2 separate regions of the Zea mays genome follow, and region 2 is linked to region 1. Evidence: chromatin contacts called from public Hi-C data. All regions are on one chromosome and are shown on one strand. The core of a region is the stretch at or near the end of the contact, and the rest is flanking DNA. Distances in the headings are between cores, read along the strand shown. Region 1 holds the start of LOC100279282. Region 2 holds the start of LOC103643664 (Transcription factor jumonji (jmjC) domain-containing protein).

Region 1 (5,766 bases), core at 1,221-3,720:
AGGACGGGGGCCAAGGTGTAGCCTGCAGCTCAGCGGACAGAGGAGAAGCATCATCGAAAACAAAATTCCCATGATGGAAATTATCATACCAGTCATCTTCATTGAGGAAACCCTCCTGATGAAGGTCTTGGTGCTGAGGCCTTCGGTGCTGCTCATCCTGAGCAAGATGACGAACTTCTTCAGAGGCTTCGTCTATCTGCCTTTGCAGTTCAGCTAACCTGGCCATCTTTTCTTTCTTCCTCTGCACCTGTTGATGGAGCATCTCCATGTCTCTGATTTCTTGATCTATCTCGTCTTCTGGTGGTGTCGGGCTGACAGCCTTCCTTTTCTGGCTTCGGGCCTCCCGAAGAGAGACAGTCTCCTGATTGTGGTCCAGCGGTTGGAGAGCTGCAGTGCCAGTTGCTGAAGCTTTCTTCGGCGCCATAACGAAGGTTTATGATCGCCGAAGGTGTTCAAAAAACTCAGAGTGTGGAAGCGAGTTCACCGGAGGTGGGCGCCAATGTTGAGGACTTGTTCTCAAATGCTATGAGTCAAGAACAAGGCAACATAGAAAATGTTAATCGGTAAAGCCCTTCGTCCTTCGAAGCATTATTCCCCTTAGGATATAATGGTTTTCGGACGAAGGTTATGAAGGGCGTACCTTCATAAATACATTATATAATGATGAAGGATGAATTGTAAGGAATATAATGAGCAACATAAACAATTATATATTATTATCATGTGTAAACAGAAATAACGTTGGATTACAATTGTACCTTCAACTTGAAGGAGATGAAAGTACAAGCGTGACGCAAAAGCGAATGCCAAATCAGCCCCCTCAGTACGGGGGTATTGTTCACCTATTTATAGGCACGGGACACAGCCTATACAAAAATTACATTCATGCCCTTTACATTTGATAATAATTCTATAGTAGTCTATCGAGGTCTGAATAGCCTTTTCATCTTTAAGTCGGTTTCATTTTCTGCTGCCACGCCGAAGCTTTCCTGTTCAAATCTTCGGCGCTGTATCGACCTTCGTATTATCCTGGTCTTCTCCTGCCGCGATACCGACTTGAGTCCGAAGGCACCTGCTCACACATTATACTTCCAGAAATATTGTTAAATCCTGTTTTTGAGGACCTTCGTAAGCCGAAGGCCCCCAACACTAAGTCTAGAAACATACCTTGTTCCATGATTTACATCTTGGCACTTATAAACTTAAAACAATGTGTTGGACATCTAATCACCAAAACAATTATAGAAATGACCCAAGGGCACATTTCCCTTTCAGGTTTGTCAAAGGAAGCATCAAGTTTCAAAGGAAAGGTAAAAAAAGAGCTTGTTATCAGTGTGGCAAGATTGTCCACATCATAGTAGACTGTCCAAATAAGAAAGATCAAGAAGGCCAGATGGAGTACAAGAAAGATAAGTACAACAAAGGTGAGAAGAGCAAGGGCCACTACAAGAAGAAGAAATATGGCCAAGCACACATTGGTGAAGAATGGGATTCTGGTGAAGAAAGCTCAAGCTTAGATGAAGAGGGAGTGGCAAGCATTGCCATTCAACGATCTACATCAACACCGTGGCTCTTCACCAACCTCGCCGATGACTTTGAGACTCCTACTTGTCTCATGGCAAAAAGGTATGAGGTACATTTATTTAATGCAAGTAATTTTGTTGGTAGTGATGATGAGCATAGTATGAAAAACAAAATGATAAGTGAATTTGGTTTGAATGGCTATAATATAATTATTAAGTTAATGGAGAAGCTAGAGGAAAGAAAGTCAACTCTTGTGGATCAAGAAGACTTGCCCATCCTTGAAAAGATAATAATGTGTCTTCTTTATCGATCGGGGAACCCCACGCATTCGCTCGACCAACAGTTCGCCTATGTCGAGTCCGGCAGTTCACCGCCTCGTGCTCAGCCTAGGGCTGGAGGTCGACGAAGGCCGAGAGACCCGCACGATAGGCACCAGATCCAGGTAGGGGTGTGTGTGTGTGTGGGGGGGTCCTAGACAGTGGCCTGGTCGGTGGACAATAGGAGAAGCTTCCAACTGAATCCCGTAAATATCTAGAACTGATGGTGCATATCATCAAATACCACATGTAAAGGGTCCGTTATAGTATTTTCAATAAGATGACTTAAAATAGCGCTATAAAAATTAAAATATTACATCATTTAAAGTGTTTAAGGTATTAAAAACAAATTGTGCTCCAACAATCAAGCTCTAAATAATGTATTTTAGGTAATGAATTATATTATTAGGAAAGAAAATACTAAGGATGATATAGAAAATAAGAATAGAGCACTAATTTAGAGTGTAGTATATTTAGATCACTTTATGGTGTGTGTATATAGTTTTCCTATAAACATTATAAAATAGAGCTTTTATGAGTTAAAGCCCATAATTCAAAATAAGTCATTCTTCGAGCTCTTAACAAAATTTGCTGAACTCTTTCGACCTTAGGCCAAGGCTCAGGCTCCCAGCAACAATCCGCGTTACCAGAGTCACAGACGGAGGTGAGCGTCCGACGCGCGCCGGCGGCGCTTCCAGAGTCTCTGCGCCGCGCCCTCCTCTGACTTCACCCGTGCCTTCGGTGGCCCTGCGTCATCTCCCTCGTCCTCCTCCCAGTCATGCCCCTCCCTCACCGAGTGGGAGGCGACAGATCCGAGTTCTAGTTCGTGCGGCACCGTGCGAGTAGCGCGGCCCCGGTGCTTCCACGCGTGGAAGGAACGCGGGCTCCGATGGCCTGACGCGCGGGGGCGAGGTGCTGGCAACTCCGGCGGCGCGGTGTGGAAGGCGAGCTCGTCTCCGGGCAGAGGTCACCGAAAGGCTGAGCGTGCAGGAGGGCAGTAATCTGCAGCGGCCTGCAGAGCTCTTATCTCGACACAACCCACCCCGCCTGACGGGATAGAATCGGTGGGATAAGAGGTCCGAATCCCTCCCTCCCCATGACCCTAGCAGCGGATGAGCTTTCCATCCCTCCGCATTTCCATATCCCACCCCTCATATGATCATACCCCGTTGTCCAAACCAAACGGCACATAAGTTTGGTTGCAAATTCTTTCCATCGCTGTTTCTGATTTAATTAATTTGATCAACCGTAGGACCGATATCCTTTGCTTGTCTGCAAAATTTAAGTACACAAGTGCAAATCAGCTGGATTTGGAGGTAAAGACGGGAACCAAAGAGCTGGTGGATTAGAGAGGTGTGGGGAGATGTACCGTGGGGGCCTTGACCGCTTCAAGAAGGCACAGACATTGGAGCCCTTCTCAGTCAAGTCTGAGTCAGGCACCAAGAAGGCACCTGCAGCTGCAGGAACAGCTAAAGCACCACCGGCTCCGTTGACACTGCCACAGAATTCTAATTTTGTGCTGGGTCAGAATAACCAAAGTCTGCAAGGTACCAACACAAGGGTGGCTGGGCAAGATGGTGTTGCCCCAGGGCATGTTGGGACACAGGCCGGTGGAGGGCAATCGACGTGGCAACCTCCAGACTGGGCGATTGAGCCACGCCCGGGGATCTACTATCTTGACGTGGTGAAAGATGGGGAGGTCATTGACAGGATCAATCTGGACAACAGGAGGCATCTATTCGGGAGGCAGGTTCCTGCTTGTGACTTTGTGTTGGACCATCAGTCTGTATCGCGTCAGCATGCTGCCGTTGTTCCACACAGGAATGGAAGGTTAGAATCCTCATGTCTGATCACTTTCAATTCTATTCAATGTTCTTATGTATCTCATGGTTAGTAAGGCTTATATTTCTTTAGACTTTATTTTTTCCCTTAATGTCAAATTCGAGCATCTAATGAGCACCACCAGGCCAATAGATGTGCCTGCTTTTTATAGTTTGACGTGTTCATACCAAGTATGAAGATCCACCTTGTTATCATATGCAAAATCATTTCCAGTGGAGTCCCACATAATGCACACATGGAAAATGAAATGCATCTTAGTAGTCAACTAGATCTTTGCCCGTGTGTTGCAATTGGAGAAAAAATCAACATGTTAACATGGTGGTTTGAGATTACCAAATACACAGTCCACCTAATATGTTAGCAACATGCTATTTTTAGATGCATTGAAATACATGAGCATCATCTTACATATCGATATCTAGTCAAGCATAAATAAAGAGCACTAAAATACATAATTCTGTGTCAAAGGAAGCAAGTATTTTCAGCAGGGTTGAGGACCAATGTTTTCCTTGTTATACAAACTTCTCACAGGTATGGCTCGTTTGACAACGAGCAATGGCAATGTATATTCCTGTGTAAAAGCAACAGTGCTGTGTAATTATAATGAACTAAGGAAGAGAACAACATCTACAGCCCTGACAACCACCTTGCCAAAAACATAGGACTACATCAAGGTTCAGCTTTGAGCCCTTATCTATTTGCCTTAGTGATAGATGAGATCACGAGGGATATACAAGGAGATATCTCTTGGTGTATGCTTTTCGCTGACAATGTAGTTCTAGTAGATGAAAATCGGGAAAGAGTAAATAGAAAGCTAGAGTTATGGCGTTAGACCCTAGAGTCAAAAGGATTTAGAATTAGCAGGACCAAAACCGAGTATATGAGATGTGACTTTGGTACTACAATTAGTGAGGATGGAGATAGAAGTTTGGGAGGCCAGGTAGTACCAAAGAAGGATACCTTCCATTATTTGGGACCGATGCTACAGAGAGATGGTGATATTGATGAAGATGTTAGCCATAGAATCAAAGCGGGATGGATGAAATGGCGTCAAGCATCGAGAGTCCTATGCGACAAGAGAGTGCTACAAAAGTTGAAAGGCAAGTTATACAGGACATCGATTAGGCCTGCTATGTTATATGGTGCTAAGTGTTGGCCTACTAAGAGACGACATATCCAACAACTAAGTGTCGTAGAGATGTGTATGTTGCGTTGGATATGTGGTCACACAAGATTAGACCAAGTGAGAAACGATGACATACACGATCGGCTAGAAGTAGCGTCAATTGAAGAAAAACTTATTCAACACCGGTTGAGATGGTTTGGGCATGTCCACCGGAGACCCCCATAGGCACCGGTGCATAGAGGCATCATAAGATGGGACAATAATATGAAGAGAGGTAGATGTCGATCAAACTTGACATGGGAGGAGACAATCAAAAGGGACTTGAAGGAATGGAATATCTCAATGGAGTTGTGTTTGGATAGAAGTGCTTGGAAAGAAGCTATCTACGTGCCCGAACCGTGATTAGACCTTTTTTCTTTTAGTGCTCTCAAAAGCTTTTCCCCTCCCCTTTCTCTCTCTTTCTCTTTTTGGTGACATCTTGTTGGGTTTCAACTCTAGCCTACTCCAACTTGCTTGGGACTAAAAGGCTATGTTGATGATGCTTAATGCTCACTACTACTAATGGCAAAGCTGGCTGTATTTACTACCCAGCCTCATTTGTTTATTGAGCTGATCAAATTAGCACCAATTTGCATGTACACCCGCCTGCTTGCCATCTAACTTGCCAGTATTATGTTGCATTGCTTCTTGTCTCCCCACAAATCGTTATGGTAACCGCCAATATCTCCATCTGCTCAACGACCCTAATCTCTTCAGATAAGATGATTGAGCTAAATCTGTACATGCTCATTACCATTCGTCAACTTGCCAACTCCATTTCATTTGGAACTCTGAACCAGTGATTACAAGTCGTGTGACCAGCTGGTCGTGCTATAGGACCGACCAGGCACCTAATCGCGATTAGGGCGACGATTAGGACGCCTAATCAGTCCTAGTAAGAGATAGGATCTTGTGAAG
Region 2 (5,766 bases), core at 1,128-3,627, 180 kb before region 1:
GATCATGAGTTGCTTACCCCATTAGTTTCAGCACAATCTTTATCCTTGGAGGGTGATGCCTTCTTTTGTTCTTCACCCTCTCTTTTCGACCTTTTTGTGACAGAAACCTTCCCTGCACCTCCCTTCTTCCTCTTTTTTGCAGTCTGTAAAACATCGCCACTCCTTGAGTCCTTGGACCTAACTGTCTCAACATCATCCTGAAAATAAATGGACTTAAAGCCCACAATATTTTTTGAATACACCAGAAGCATTAAAAGTGGGGTGCTACAGCAAAGGTGGCAACTGAATTGCAAGGAAATTATTTTTAGCATCCTATGGCCCAAGAAGCAAAACGATGGGACATTCAAATAAAATTGGAATATAAACACAAAACTAAGTTGTTACAGCAAGGTAGCACAAAATTTTCTTTATTTTCTATATATAACAAATGGCAGAAACAAAAAGGAACATACAAGAGAGGAGTAAATTACACGAATGGATAATCGCTGCACAAGTGGTAGTTGCAAGTAAACAAGGTCAAAAACAAATTTACTAAGGGCATTGAGGTTTTGATTTATACAGGGCCAAATTTGAGAACAAAACCTTTCCGCATAGAAATTAGCCCACTACATTAAAAGAACACAGCCGACAAGAATTAAATCAATATCCAATACAATGGCAACTAAATGTATTTCAGAGAATGAGACACAAGACACTGTATAAGCAACATAAATACGCTGTAAAAAAGGAATAAGAGAAATTCCTGATACTGTTTTTTGGGGTGGGTGAGTGGGGGGTATGGGGGGGCAAGATAAATCTGCCAAAGTTAGAAGCCTTTCCTTTACTATAAATCGTAGTAGAGCAAAGAATTGTCAAAAGGTATCCCTCGAGTGACTGAACAATACTTGGTTTCTTATCTTATATAAGGCAACGTTTGTTTTCCTCCAAAATTATATAAGTTAGATTGTGGTAAAAGGATAGGAAGGTAAAATATAACTTTAAGACCACAAATAAGCTAAAATAAGTTAGTATTGCTTATTTGTCATCCCAAAATAATATTTCATGCTGATATACTTCCACCATAAGCTAACTTACATAATCTAGGAGAGAAACAAACACACTTTAAGTATGGATTGTCTTTTAGTTTATTTAAAGAAAAAAAAACAGTATTTAATGCGCTAATCATTCGTCTAAGAAACAGTAAATACTATGAAATGATAAGGACCATATACTGTGCACCGTGGCGGTCCTAATATTTTAGGGGCCCGAGAAGAGGTTTTAAACATAGGCCCTTCAAATTATTTTTAATATATAAATGTTACTAATTAAACACTCAAAATACATCTAAAAATATTTATATCAAATAATAAGTAAATAAAAGGATATATATTATAGTATCATCTTGAAATTTTGTTGTAACACATTTAGATATTCATTATTTTGTTGATAGACTATTGGATCACATGACTAGAATTGGACCCCCTCAGGGCCACCACTGACTGTGCATATAAAGTAAGTACTGATGCACATATACCATCCTCAGACCTCAGTGCACGATTGTTTTAAATAAAACATTTCTATATCTGGCTGTTTCGTTCTGCCCTGGTATCAAACACCGTTAGAACCGATTTTAAAGGCCAGAGTTCTATATGTGCATATGTACAGTAGCAATTCATGTGAAAGGATATCATGCGAGAACGATAGGAAGACTAATTTTACGCATTTTTCGTACTCCTGAAAAAAAACGGGGAAACTGGAAACACAAAGACAGCGAGAGGGAGAGAGAGAGAGAGAGAGCAAAACACGTTGCAAATCCCCTATGGAAACAAAAAAAAATGAGGAGACTGAGAAGAAAAAAAAAGGTACAGAGCTATCCCAGCACCTCATCGTCAACATCCGTGTCGCGCTCGCAGAAAACGTTGGTCGTGTGCCTCCTCTCCCTGAGCACCCTGTCCCCGACCGCCACCCCAGCCATCGCCGGCGGCGGAAAGGATCTGTCGGCGCTCCGCGGCCTGCCCCTCCCGCGCCCCTTCGCCGCGCCTTTTCGCCGCCCTCTACTCCCGCGATTCGTCACCCCGCCATCGCCCGAGGTCCCCTCTAGGTCCTCCGGGATGGCCATGGGCAGCGCGAGGGGAGAGAAACGACTGGAGAAATGGATAGGAGGAGACACAACCGGCGATGGAGACGAGGACGTCTTCCATTTTATTTCCTTCCTAACCGGTTTGGGCGCGGGCACGGCGACCGAGGCGTCTCGGTGAGATCCTAGCCGTCCGTGCGGTGACAGGAGCATCCTGTGCGGCCGCAGGGCGCCCCAGCTTTCGAATTTTGAGGTTGGGGGAGACGGCCAGTGGAGGGAACCGGGAAAAGGGAAAAAAGAGCGCGGAGACGAATCCTGCGTGCGCCGCGCCGTGGTTTGCGTTTCCAGCCTATAGATGTGCGCCTTCATCATTCATGTTTGGATACAATAGGCACGTTTGCGACCTTGGTCCGATGGTCTGGCTGTGCTCGCGGATGCAACGCATGTGTTTGTGTGGCCTAACTTGCTTTGAAGCTTGGTTCTGCACGTGTAAAAGTGACTCTTTAGTCTGGCTCCTAGGAAACGAAGGCAGGCTCCGTTTTTTTGAGCTCGGTTGCTCGTGTCGCAAACTAGCTGCTCGTGGCCCGAACCAGCTGCTCGTGGCTGCTCCCAAGAAACAAAAGTGGCTCTTAACATGGCTGCCTACGTGTAGCAAACATCGGCTCACTTGAGTCAGGCTTATTTGGTACAAGTGCACAAACAAGATATGTTGTAGCAGTTGAGATCGGCTAACTTCAGCCTGGACCACATGAGCGGGCTGAGCCGGCCAGATACGCGTCGCAAACACGCCCAATATTTCTCGAAATCATGATTTTACAATACAATACTATATTTTGTAATTTTCATAATAATATCCTAGTTTTGATCAGCTCTAAAAATACTGTAATTTTAAGGAAACATTTTTTAGATACAACATTATAAAGCATAGTATTAAGTAAAAGCTAGCCATAAGTTTCTAGTACTTCAAAAATACTATGGTATCTATAATATTGTGGTTTTAAAAAACAAAGTTTTCAATAATACAACCAAACACTTTAGGCCCTGTTTGGGAACACTTTTTTCATATGTTGTAATATACTTTAGTCATGATACTACTGCAGTTTACAATACTTCTGTTTTCGAATACTACAGCATCCAATACTTCAAGGTGTTTGGGAAAAACATTGGTTGATACCAATCGAGCAGAGCGGGACCAAGTGTCGACGCTCTCTTTACGGAGAAAAACATTGGTTGAGAGTTGAGACCAAAGTTTCCAAAACTCTAAAGCAAATGCAGTATTAACAATATTACAGTTTAGTATATATAGATATTTTAGATGAATTCTCAAATACCTCAAAGTATATAATACTATATTATTGCTCAATACTTAAGTATTGCTTCAATACTATAGAAAAACTTTGTTCTCAAACACCCCTTATAGCATAAAAATACTATGGTTTACTGAAAAACATGGTGTTCTTTATAAACTAAAAAAAATTATTTTACTTTTAAACATGCCCTCAGCCTATTGTCTTCAATGGTTGCTTCTTCACGCCTCCCTCTCCTTAGGTTGTTTGCACTCGGATACTTTATCACCTGTACGCTATCATGCAGCAGGAGCACAAAAACGCTATATACAATGTGATAGTTGCCTAGAGGGGGGTGAATAGGGCGAAACTGAAATTTACAAAATTAATCACAACTACAAGCCGGGTTAGCGTTAGAAATAATAACGAGTCCGAGAGAGAGGGCGCAAAACAAATCGCAAGCAAATGAAGAGTGTGACACGCGGATTTGTTTTACCGAGGTTCGATTCTCGCAAAACTACTCCCCGTTGAGGAGGCCACAAAGGCCGGGTTTCTTTCAACCCTTACCCTCTCTCAAACGGTCCCTCGGACCGAGCGAGCTTCTCTTCTCAAATCAAAACCGGGAACAAAACTTTCCCGCAAGGGCCACCACACAATTGGTGCCTCTTGCCTTGATTACAATGGAGTTTTGATCACAAGAATAAGTGAGAAAGAAAAGAAGCAATCCAAGCGCAAGAGCTCAAAAGAACACGACAAATCTCTCTCGCTAATCACTAAAGCCTTGAGTGGAATTGGAGAGGATTTGATCTCTTTGGTGTGTCTAGAATTGAATGTCTAGCTCTTGTAAGTGGTTGAAAAGTGGAAAACTTGGATGCAATGAATGGTGGGTGGTTGGGGGTATTTATAGCCCCAACCACCAAACTAGCCGTTTGGTGGGGCTGACTGTCGTATGGTGCACCGGACAGTCCGGTGCGCCAGCCACGTCACCAAAGCCGTTGGGTTCCGACCGTTGGAGCTCTGACTTCTGGGCCTGCCTGGATGTCCGGTGGCGCACCGGACATGTACTGTAGAGTGTCCGGTGCGCCAGTATGGGCGTGTCTGACGTCTGCGAGTACTGGCGCGTATTAATTGCTGTTGCAGGCGACCGTTGGCGCGAAGTAGCCGTTGCTTCGATGTCACACTGGACAGTCCAGTGTACACCGGACAGTCCAGTGTACACCGGACATGTCCGGTGAATTATAGCGGAGCAGCGGTTGCGAATTCCCGAGGCTGCCAAGTTCTAGAGCCGCGTCCTCTTGGAGCACCGGACACTGTCCGGTGTACACCGGACAGTCCGGTGAATTATAGCGTGCCGGCTCTAAAAATTCTCGAGGCTGAGGAGTTCAGCGCGAGGTCCCCTGGTGCACCGGACACTGTCCGGTGCGCCAGACCAGTGAGCCTTTCGGGATGCCTTTAGCTCTCTATTTTGAACCCAATATTGGTCTTTTTAATTGGCTTGTTGTGAACCTTTGGCACCTGTAAAACTTATACACTAGAGCAAACTAGTTAGTCCAATTATTTGTGTTGGGCAATTCAACCACCAAAATTATTTAGGAACTAGGTGTAAGTCTAATTCCCTTTCAATCTCCCTCTTTTTGGTGATTGATGCCAACACAAACCAAAGCAAATATACAAGTGCATAATTGAACTAGTTTGCATAATGTAAGTGCAAAGATTGCTTGGAATTGAGCCAATATAAATACTTACAAGATGTGCATGGATTGTTTCTTCATTTTTAATATTTTGGACCACGCTTGCATCACAGATTTTGTTTTAGCAAATTCTTTTGTAAATCCTTTTCAAAGTTCTTTTGCAAATAGTCAAAGGTAAATGAATAAGATTTTTACGAAGCATTTTCAAGATTTGAAATTTTCTCCCCCTGTTTCAAATGCTTTTCCTTTGACTAAACAAAACTCCCCCTAAATGAGATCCTCCTCTTAGTGTTCAAGAGGGTTTTGATATATCATTTTTGAAATACTACTTTCTCCCCCTTTTTAACACAATAAGATACCAATTTGAAATTTACCAATTGAAAATCTCCAATTTTAAAATAGGTGGTGGTGCGGTCCTTTTGCTTTGGGCTCATACTCTCTCCCCCTTTGGCATGAATCGCCAAAAACGGAATCATTAGAGCCCTTAGAATTATTCTCTCCCCCTTTGGTCAGAAATAAATGAGTGAAGATTATACCAAGGGCGGAGTCCTTTTGCTTTTGACTCTCCCCCAAAAGATGGAGAGATGCGCGGAGCGACGGCGAAGGATGAGTTGCGGAGTGGAAGCCTTTGTCTTCGCCGAAGACTCCAATTTCCTTTCAATACACCTATGACTTGGTTTGAAATATACTTGAAAACACATTAGTCATAGCATATAAAAGAGTCATGATCAAA

The links. A called contact is a pair of places that touch in the nucleus more often than the background predicts.
Region 2: a contact with region 1 is called in a Hi-C map of ear, with 1.9 times the contacts expected there. The contact joins the promoter of LOC103643664 here to the promoter of LOC100279282 in region 1. A contact is called at or near these places in 3 of 25 Hi-C or Micro-C datasets (ear, leaf and tassel).

Annotation. Positions count from the first base shown.
Region 1 is chr1:254,316,408-254,322,173 of Zm-B73-REFERENCE-NAM-5.0, reverse strand. It overlaps LOC100279282, which reads left to right and starts at 2,470. Exons shown (of 3, transcript NM_001152303.1): 1 at 2,470-2,917; 2 at 3,094-3,671. The coding sequence starts at 3,205. It also overlaps the pseudogene LOC118476155.
Region 2 is chr1:254,497,340-254,503,105 of Zm-B73-REFERENCE-NAM-5.0, reverse strand. LOC103643664 (Transcription factor jumonji (jmjC) domain-containing protein) reads right to left here and starts at 2,377. Exons shown (of 15, transcript XM_035964302.1): 1 at 1,862-2,377; 2 at 18-197. The coding sequence starts at 2,269.